Linked DNA regions of Anas platyrhynchos: region 1 is linked to region 2. Evidence: chromatin contacts called from public Hi-C data. All regions are on one chromosome and are shown on one strand. The core of a region is the stretch at or near the end of the contact, and the rest is flanking DNA. Distances in the headings are between cores, read along the strand shown.

Region 1 (4,483 bases), core at 1,844-4,343, 190 kb before region 2:
ATACTGGAAAAATTACATAGAGAGAGGTTTCTGTGAGCTGTTTTATTAGTTTGTTTTTTTAAGAACGTTGTAAGACAGCATAATACTTTATAATGGGATTCACCAATGTACTTGTATATTTTAATGTAACTGTACAATTCTTCTCAATGTTTTTTGTGAAGTTAAATCAGGCTGAGTTGAAATGAGTTACAAGTTATAATAAGAAATAGGAAAATCCATGAATTATTAAAACATGAAAGAAGAAATTTGTTTTTGGAGTAAAGCTGTATTTTCACTTTTGCTGATGAGCCAGAGGGACTTTACAGGTAACATTCAATATTAGTCTGATTCAGTTTCATAAATCAAGATGGTTGTAATTACATTATGATTAATCGCAAAGAAAGTGTTTCCTAGACATTCCAGAAGTATCAGTAGCAGTTTTAAAATCTAGATATAAGAATTCGTTTAACATACTTGGATAATCTTGGAGCATCTCTTGGAAAATTTACCTTAGTATTTTGCTTCTGCAATATTTCCATTGTGGCTGTTTGTAATGCATGACCTAGTCGGTGCAGAGACATGCAGAAAGAGCTGTGTTTATCCTGGTTTTGTTGCCATGGTCTTCTAGCTTCAGGGGGAATTACTTCTGGTTAATTCCTGCGCTGGTGTAAATTGGCAATGAAATTACTTCCAACAGCATTAAAACAATTATCACTGTAAATTTTATTAATCAGCTATCCATTTAGAGAAAAAAGCTGCAGTAATTTGTTGAAATGTAATGTCTGAGATTAAAAGAAAATGCTGCTAACAATTTTATAATTGCCATTGAAAAATAAAGGCTCAGGTTGTTTTCCTGAGACAGAAAGAAGGTGATTTTTCAATCATTCTCAGAAGAACCCAAGCAGAGAACTGAACAGCCGCAGTGTGGCTGAATTGTTTTGAGGTGAAAAACACAAGAAAAGTAATGGAAAACTTTTGAAGTTACATATAGGTGGTTATTTGGGAAGGTAGGTAGATTGTTTGTAAACAGTAATCTGTATTTCTGTTATTTGTGAGTATTCTGTATTGGTTTTGTTCCTCTAAAGTCCTTTGACAACATGTTTGTGTTCAAAATTAGTATGAATTTTACACCAAAAGCAATATGTGCATGCTGAAAGATTTTTTTTTTTTTACCTATTCCTTTGATTGCGAGTAGGTAAACCAAAAGGATTACTTCTGTTAAAATACTGTAGGAAAGTCTTCCATAGTCTAGAGGCAGACTGTTGATTTTTGCTCCCTGAATGCTGGTTTGCATTTTTTCGCAAGGTGGCAGCCTTGTGCCATCCTGTTGGGGTGACCAACTGCTTAATGTAATGCTGCTTGAAATCACAGCATCAGGTTTCTTAGCTTGGCTATTTCCTGAGAATTAGAAAACTTCGAGTTCTGTCATGGCTGAGTGCTTGTTTCAGTAACTGGTTTAGCTAAAATGTTCATGTTTTTAATTATCAATTTAGAGTGTATGATAAGTTTTAGAAGAAGCACTGGTTTTGCTCATCTTTAAAATGTATTTGATATTTTTATTTGATATTTTTATTTATTTATCAAGTTTTCACATCAGGTCTTAGATAACAAAAATGAAATCTGAAAGCTTATTCTTGACATGATGTCAATATTTTAAACACTACACTTGCTTAGAAAGTTAGGTTTCCTTCTGCTGTTTTATTACCGACTTTCACAGATTGTTATTTCCTTCATATGGTCCATTAATTGCCATTTAAAATAAGAAAAATACATTGGAGGACAAACTGAGGAAGGCAAAGTAATTATACTTCTGAGACTGACACATGGTGATTTTCTGAAATATTCGCTCTTTTTGTTAGATGATGCACATACGAAATACAAATGTTCAAATGTCTGTTAGCCCTGTAGTAGTTGACACACAGCATTTTATATGCATCATCTGCTTTTTGTGTAATGAAAAAGTCTGTAGCCAGAATCCATGAAAATAACTGCTTCCAATTACCTCAAATTCTGTGTTTCTATTCACTGCCCTGTTTTTTTTGTTTTCTTTCCTTAAAAAAGCTTTGCTTTCCTTGTTGGGTTGTATACACCTTTTATTTTTGAGTCAGTGACATTTGTACGTCAGCTGAGATGTCTTTTATAGGAAAGAAACCCACAAGACTCTTAAAAGTATGCTTTAGATGAATCCAGAGAACTGGTTTTTACTAGCAAACATCATTTTGCAGACAAAAGGAATCTGTCCATGAGACAGAAATGCTAACCTAGCTGGCAACCTGTAGCTAAAATGTCCTTAATTTGTGAGTTTTTGTCACTGGGCTTTGTGCTTAATCTCAGAGTGTGCTCAGGACCTCATGCTGTTCCTTAGCTCTGGGGAAAGTTGGAATTTCAGGAGCAGGAAGCAAAAGGGAAAGGATTGCTACAGCCGATTGCTGTTGCAACACTACCAGCAGCAGGCATGGATGGGATGCTCTGGGGCACTGCTGCTCTGAGCAGTGCTCTGTAGCTCAGTTAAGCTTGTATGTGGTGGTGAGGGAGAGGGGTTTGCCATGCCTGAGGGAAAATGTCTTCTCCACATGAAGGAGAGGCTGCCTGTTGCTGGAGCTGGCCTGATCACTGGTAGAACGGTCTTGGTAAACTTGGGAATTAATTGGTTTATCAAACGATGTTTCTGGTACTTAGGTGTGGATCTATAACTTTAAGGTTTTCAAGAAATGCGAGCCTACTTGAATTGCACCCCTATGCCAGTAGTGGGGAAGGGGTTGCTTTTGTTTTCAGATCATTTGTTGTCCAGATACTCCGCTGTATTTATAAAGCAAAAATCGTCATATCTTAAAAAAAATAAACACTTTGAAAACAGTCTTTGCGTGTGCTTTATTTCCTGGATCTACGCAGATGTAAATTAATACACAGTGCATTTGACTGGAATCAGTATGAATTGGTATTAGTGGTAGCACTATATCTTTTCAAAGCTGTAATTGCAGAAGTTTGTGTCCTTAGCTACCTTCAGATCTTCTCTAACGAGATTACGTTTCCATGTTTTCGTATCAACTGTCCTAGAAGTATTGTCATAGAAATAATCTTGTGCCTGCACAGCGCAAAAGGAATGTTTATGGTGATTATCGCTGACAAGAGTCTCTAATTTTAGGGCACTGCTTCAGACCTGCACATTTCAGACACGTAACTCGTGCTGCATTTTCCTGGGTTCCCGTCGAATCTCAAACAAAACACTGCCTGGTTGAATTGGAATCTAAATGACAAGATTGAAAAGAACAAAGGAGAGACGCCCAGGAATATTACTGATTTCAGAGAGAGCATTTTGCCCTCTGGGTCAGTGCTGAGCAAATGCCACAGCATTGGTGCTGGGTGGGAGGAGGCACTTCAGAACGGTAGGGCTGGCCAGGAGCAGCCTGGCTGCTTTTTACCTAACATTTTCTTTGTTTCAGATAGGATTCCTTACTCTGTGCACTTGTGCACTGTTAAAAAACATCGTATGCTTCTCATTACCAAGGAGATGATTTTATGGCAGTGGTCAACTGAGATAGCTGTGAAGGTGGGAATTCATCTGCCAGGCGTCTTGCCAAAGCTACCTGCTGCTGGCACCTACTTTCCAGAGCCTGGTGTGTTTCGGCAGTGTATTGTGAGCTGGGGAGGCCCTCACAGCCAGCAGTTAGGCCAGAAGGACCAAGGTTTGAGCTGATTTCCCCAATAACCACTCTGCTGGCTAAACGTGGAAACTTTCAGCTCGGTGTGAAATGTTAGCTTGTTTTTAAAGTCTCAAGAAATTTTGGGGAATAACTTGCCCTGTCCAGTTCCCTTCCTACAGAAGAACCATCAGCCTGTCAAAGGAAAGGGAATTTATTTGCTGATTATTACTATAATCAGCATGGAGTTGGATGTGTCTGTGCTAAAAATATACTGGTACAGATTTGCTTCAACAACAGTGAGTTTTGTTCAGTTAATTATCGCTAAGATGGAAACATTTTCTGCATTCTTTTCTGAAACGGGAGATAGTTATAGCTCATTGCTTAAAAGCCAAAAAAAAACCTTGCACTTTCCTAAAGAATTAAGAAGAAATAATGTTTGGGATTTTGGGGCTCTCTGATGTCTGGAGGGAGCTTTAAGTTTGCCTCCAAGATAAATACTATTAATTTCCCACCTCCCTCCATTGCTGCTTGTACAATATACGCTGCTTAAATTTTGGAGGGGGTGGCGGAGGAGGCAGCGTTGTAATGACCCAATCCAGCTGATGCATGGCAGTAGGCCATCGAACTTCATCCAGCAACTTCCACTGAGAGGGAATTAGCTTCCAAATTATGAGTCCTGTAGAGTTTAATATCTTGTGGCTGAAATGGAGCACATCTTCTGAAAACACACTCTATTTAATGCCATCAAGTAGTGATGAATTCGCTATGCCCTTTGACAAGCTTTTTCAAAGATATAATAACTTTTACTAGCAAAAAAAAAAAAGCTTTTTTCCTCTGGTTATTGGCTTTATGCTACATCT
Region 2 (4,972 bases), core at 1,468-3,967:
ATCTGCATAGTACTGAAACCTGACTGGTTTGATCACGTTGACAGTATGGGCATGCTGAGCAAACTGACTTGGGAAATGCCAACAGATGAACCACGCTGAAATGTGAGTAGAAGCTGTATCTTTATTGAGTAACAAGAAACTGAAATAACCAAAACTAAAAGCACAGAGTTAAAAAGATTGTCTAGAATCACAAGTTTGTTTTGTGGCACAGCCAGACATGGAACCAAACACCCTGCACAGCTTCACTAGCCACCAATTATACCACATGTGTAACCTGGAAGAAGTTCCCATTATTACTTATTATCAAAACAAATAAAGCAAAAAAAATATATCTAGGAACAAAAGTATAATTATCAGCTGATAACTACTGATATAAACTATTAATTAAATTGGCTCTACAACTCTGCAGGTATCAAGAGAAAATTAATGTCATGACTCAAACTATTTTCAAAGCATGTCTCTCCATATGTTTAGGTATACACAACTGCTAATTATTAAAGAATTTTCAGCATTCCCTGAACTTTGCACAGTGGACTCTTGCTGTATTTCACAATTTCGTTTTGCACTGCTTTTCCTGTGCTTTAGCCAATGACTGTGTTTACAGATGAATCACAGCCATATGCTACTGGTTAATCTCTGCCCCATTCACTTTACACTCAATTTCAAAGCATGGTTTTGCAATCAAAAGCTGTCATTCCAGCACATGAAGAAGGGAATCACCTGGGTAATTCCCATCCTTCAGCACTTGATGTTGAGACACACTGGGGTGAAAAAACGTTTTTAAAACTTTTTTTCTTGCTTCAACAAAACAGACATGGCTTTTGAAGAGATGTACAGAGAAATTAACATGTAAATTATGTCCTGAAATGAGCTATAAATAAGGTAACTAACATCAGAAATGATCAGCTGTATCATACACCTGCCTTTCTGAACCACCAGATGGATTCTCAAGTAGCTATAAAAGTAAGGTTAGAAGCAAACATTGCAGGGTGATTGATATAAACAATACCTGGAAGGAAATAACCTCCCATTATACATGAACTGGGTCAGAACTAGCACAAGAACTCTGCCATATGTAAAAGTTATTTGAAAAAAAACTAACAGTAATATAAAAGGTCCTGGATTGCTTTTACACGTAACAGCATGCCTTCCCCAGGACCAAGGTTTCTCTGCTTGCTGCTAGTAAACTTTGTGGAGACGGGCTGAGCATCAGCACGTTCCTGTCAGCCCAGGGATGCATTTCGTATACCAAATTCAGTCGTGTTACATTTCTCAGGGTCTCTGCCTTCTTTTGCCATGCAGCCTTGACAAAGCACCGAGCCACACTTCATCTGCTAAGGAAGGAGAGGAAGCAGCCTGACAATTTAAGCTTTTTTTTTTCCCCTCACAAGCAGCAGCGTTGGCAGCAGCAACTCTGGGGCAGCTCCAAAAATGGAGTGATGGGCTGCGGGACAAACTTTGCCTCGCCTTGCCTCAGGAACCCACACCGAGACCTCTCCAAAGCCGCTGCTGGACGCTGCCAACTCCGAGCTGCCTCACAGCCTTGCAGCGGGGCTGCGAAACGTGGATGGAAACACACACGTAGAAAATAACTAACTGTAGACTCCGACAGAAAATGCCCTGTTCCCTCCAGCGTTATAGCTGAAATACCGATAAACAAATAAATGCTGAGGAACGGGACCGCACACACCGCGCTCTGTTTCGGGCGTGCATTTTCTTATTTTTAGTTTCTCAGCGGCAGCGCTGGGGTAAAACGCGCCGAGGCAACACTCCCGGTTTCGCAAGACTTTTGCAAGACAGCCTCCAAAAAAAAAATAATAATAAAATAAAAATAGGCGCAGGGATCAGTCCGGATGGGAGTTTTTTTCCTTTCCCCACCCGCGGCACTTGGGACAGCTCCAGAAGTTAAGGAGCCGCTGGAGGAGGCGAGGCGCGGCCCCGCTCCTCGCCTCTGGCCCCGGAGGGACCCGAAAGGGACACGGGAGGGACCCGGAGGCGACCACCGGGGCCAGGGCGGCCGCTTTTCCCCGGGGGGGCCCCGCAGCAGCCCCGCCGAGGGCTCGGTGTCCGTCCCCGTCCCCCCGCCGCTGAGGGGGCACCGTCCCCCGGGCGCCGCCTCACCTGCAGGACACGGAGAGCTCCACCTTGGTGGCCGGGATGCTGGAGCTGAGCGCGTTAAAATCCCCCACGGACGCCATGTTGGGGAACCCCCCGCTCCTGGCCGGCTTCTCCAGCCCGAACATGGATGGGGCAGCGCGGAGAGGGAGAGGATGGAGGAGGGAGAGGGTAGAAAGGGAGGGAAGGAGGTAGGGAGGCGGCGCCAGGCGGCCCTCCCCACAGCGCCACGCCGCCACCGCCAGCGGGAGCCGCCGCCTGAGGGGACGCGGTGCGAGGAGCAACTTCGGGGGCAGCCGCGGCGAGGTTGCAGCCGGGAGCGGAGGGCGGTGGCTCCGCCGTGAGGTGGTGGCTCCGCCGTGAGGCGGCTCCGCTCCGAGGTGGCGGCTCCGCCATCGGGTGGCGGCTCCGTCTCTCCGCCAGGGGGCGCGGGGACAGGGGCGGCTGAGGCGGCCGCTGCCGGCTGCTCGGTGCCCGGTTTGGGGAGAAACCGCTCCGAGTTTCACCGATTTCACCTCAAGTGGTGCCCGGGGAGGGTTAGGTTGGGTACTCGGTGACATTTGTTCACTGAGGGGGTTGCGAGGCATTCCGGAGCTATCCCCGAGCAGGCTGCACAGGGAAGCGCTTAGGGACGTAGTGTAGTGGGTGGCATTGGTAGCAGGGGGATGGTTGGACCAGATGATCTTGGACGTCTTTTCCAACCTTAATGATTCTGCGATTCTGTTCTATGAGTCACCATCCCTGGAAGTCTGCAGAAATAGTGTGGATGTAGGGCTTAGGGACAAGCTTTAGTGGTGGACTTGGCAGTGCCAGGATAGTGGTTGGGCTTGACGATCTTAGAGGTCATCTCCAACCTAAATGGTTCTGTGACTCTATGGTCACATTTCTGTCCAAAACCAATTGCTACAAGATACTAGAGGGAAAAGGTGTGTTTTCTCCTTGGCTGTTCTCTACACTAACATTGCAAACATGAATTTTACCCCCTCGTGTACTTCTGCAGGGTCATGCCTGTCTGTAAAGACCACTCATTCAGCCATGCTGAATCTATACAAAATACTTCACAATTACTGTAAAAGTTACATTATCTTATTTCTCATGTAATTTTATGTTTAATTTCCATCCATTCTCATGGCATCCTAGTAGCTTTAGATATTCATTTCTCATCATAGCACTTGGATGAGATGGAATTGATACCATCCCCATTTCACAGACAGGAAAGTAAGGCAAAAGCAAATTAAACACCTGTGTTATCATTGTCTGTATTTACACAACATAACTACACACATTGTAGTTATACGATACATTGTATTTATAAAACATAACTACAGTGTCTGTAGTTGCACAATATGTAGAGTAGGTCAAGGATCACAGGATATTACCCCAAATCCTGTACAAATGTCTACTCCTCTGGCTGTTTATGGTCCTACAAGTAGAAATAAAGGTGTTTTGTGTGATTATTTGCAAAAGACAAATGTAATTCTGAAGCCACAAACATTGTCAGAATACGTTCATTCTGAATTTCATCTCTGAATTCTTGTCAATGTAATTCAAGTTAAATACATGATCTTGGATAGTACATCAAAAAATGATGATGAGAGAACTTGAATTTAGACACCTGCTTAACTCCTACCCAGCAGATTAAACACTGTGAGTACAGAAAACAGTAACGTGGTCATATTTACAGGACACATACTTCCCATGCATGCATCTGAAACCTTGCAAGAGTTTCAGTGGCAGAAACTCAAGGAAGATAAACACAGATATCTCTGTTCAGAAACTTCCAACTTCACACCCTGCTCAACCTTCTGCCTGTTTGTTTTCAGGTAGGTGTAACCTGAATTTTCTTTCTCTTCCGTCTTGTCTAGTTATTGATCACAAAGTCATTTCTCATAAGGTATAACCAAGTATTTCTTCTAAGATCAGCCTTCTTGAAGTACTCAGTGCAGACAGAAAACCACATGCTTCACAAGTGTTCTGGGTGTGTCTGCAGTCAGCCAAGCCAGCAAGCTGAAAGCTGAAAATCCTAATCAAAGCAAATTTATTTCACCATTATCTTTTTCAGTACAGCAGTGTGAAGGGATGGGTGAGGGATAGTTGATATCTTGAGAAGACTAATGCCAAGTAGGAAAAGGGTGCTAGATGACTAAAAACTAAAGAGCAGTTCTCAAGAAAACTTTAAAAGTCGTTTTCAGCATTATACTACTGTTACTCCCTCTTTTGTAATCTGCTCTAAAAATTGAAACTTAGTGGAGCCCACCGGGAAGGGCATGAATAACTTTAACAGCATGAATATGTATAATAACTATAGCTTGCTGCTATATATAACTACTGTAATAACTATTGGCATGTATAACTTAAAAGGATACATGTGAGTGTAATATGATCTTATATTTTTCCCAACTAAGGCACTTTAGATCACTGCTGAAGACAGGATATGAGGTTAGATGAAAGTTTTGTTCGATGATGTTATACTTTTGTTATCTGATTTAAATCTTTTATTTTGCTTACAAAACAGTCAATTATTTGTGATTCCATAAATGGAGCATCCTATGAAAATGATGGAGGAGCTACCAAAAATAACATCACCAGTATTGCTGGGAACATACCCATGTTCTCTCATTGTGTTTACCAAGGCACAGCTATTTGGTCTTTTAATGTTTCAGCTTAGAGTAAGTACGTAGTTTTCAGGCACTGAGAGTGATACATACATCAGAAATATTGAAACTAAAAAGTAAACAAGAGATGGTTGAAAGATACTCATGACGCAGCTAAATATGCATTATTCTAATTCCAGAGAGGCACCTTGGTGTTGCTCATTCTTAACTGCCAGTATGGTCTGATGACTTGAACAATACCT

Evidence for each region. Hi-C and Micro-C count contacts between places; a contact is called where the count stands out from the background.
Region 1: a Hi-C map of F1 follicle shows a contact between it and region 2, with 4 times the contacts expected there. The contact joins the enhancer-like site here to the promoter of CPNE8 in region 2. A contact is called at or near these places in 2 of 8 Hi-C or Micro-C datasets (F1 follicle and F5 follicle).

Annotation. Positions count from the first base shown.
Region 1 is chr1:16,126,836-16,131,318 of IASCAAS_PekinDuck_T2T, reverse strand. All of the region lies in intron 2 of ALG10 (ALG10 alpha-1,2-glucosyltransferase), which reads left to right. Among named protein-coding and RNA genes, the nearest start is that of ALG10, 9.0 kb to the left of the region's middle. Within about 2 kb of position 3,093, at least 3 of the 8 cell types and tissues checked have an H3K27ac peak or open chromatin away from gene starts, as enhancers often do. A contact at or near this core is called in F1 follicle, where this site is marked.
Region 2 is chr1:15,932,054-15,937,025 of IASCAAS_PekinDuck_T2T, reverse strand. It overlaps CPNE8 (copine 8), which reads right to left and starts at 2,717. Exons shown (of 20, transcript XM_038167416.2): 1 at 2,122-2,717. The coding sequence starts at 2,702.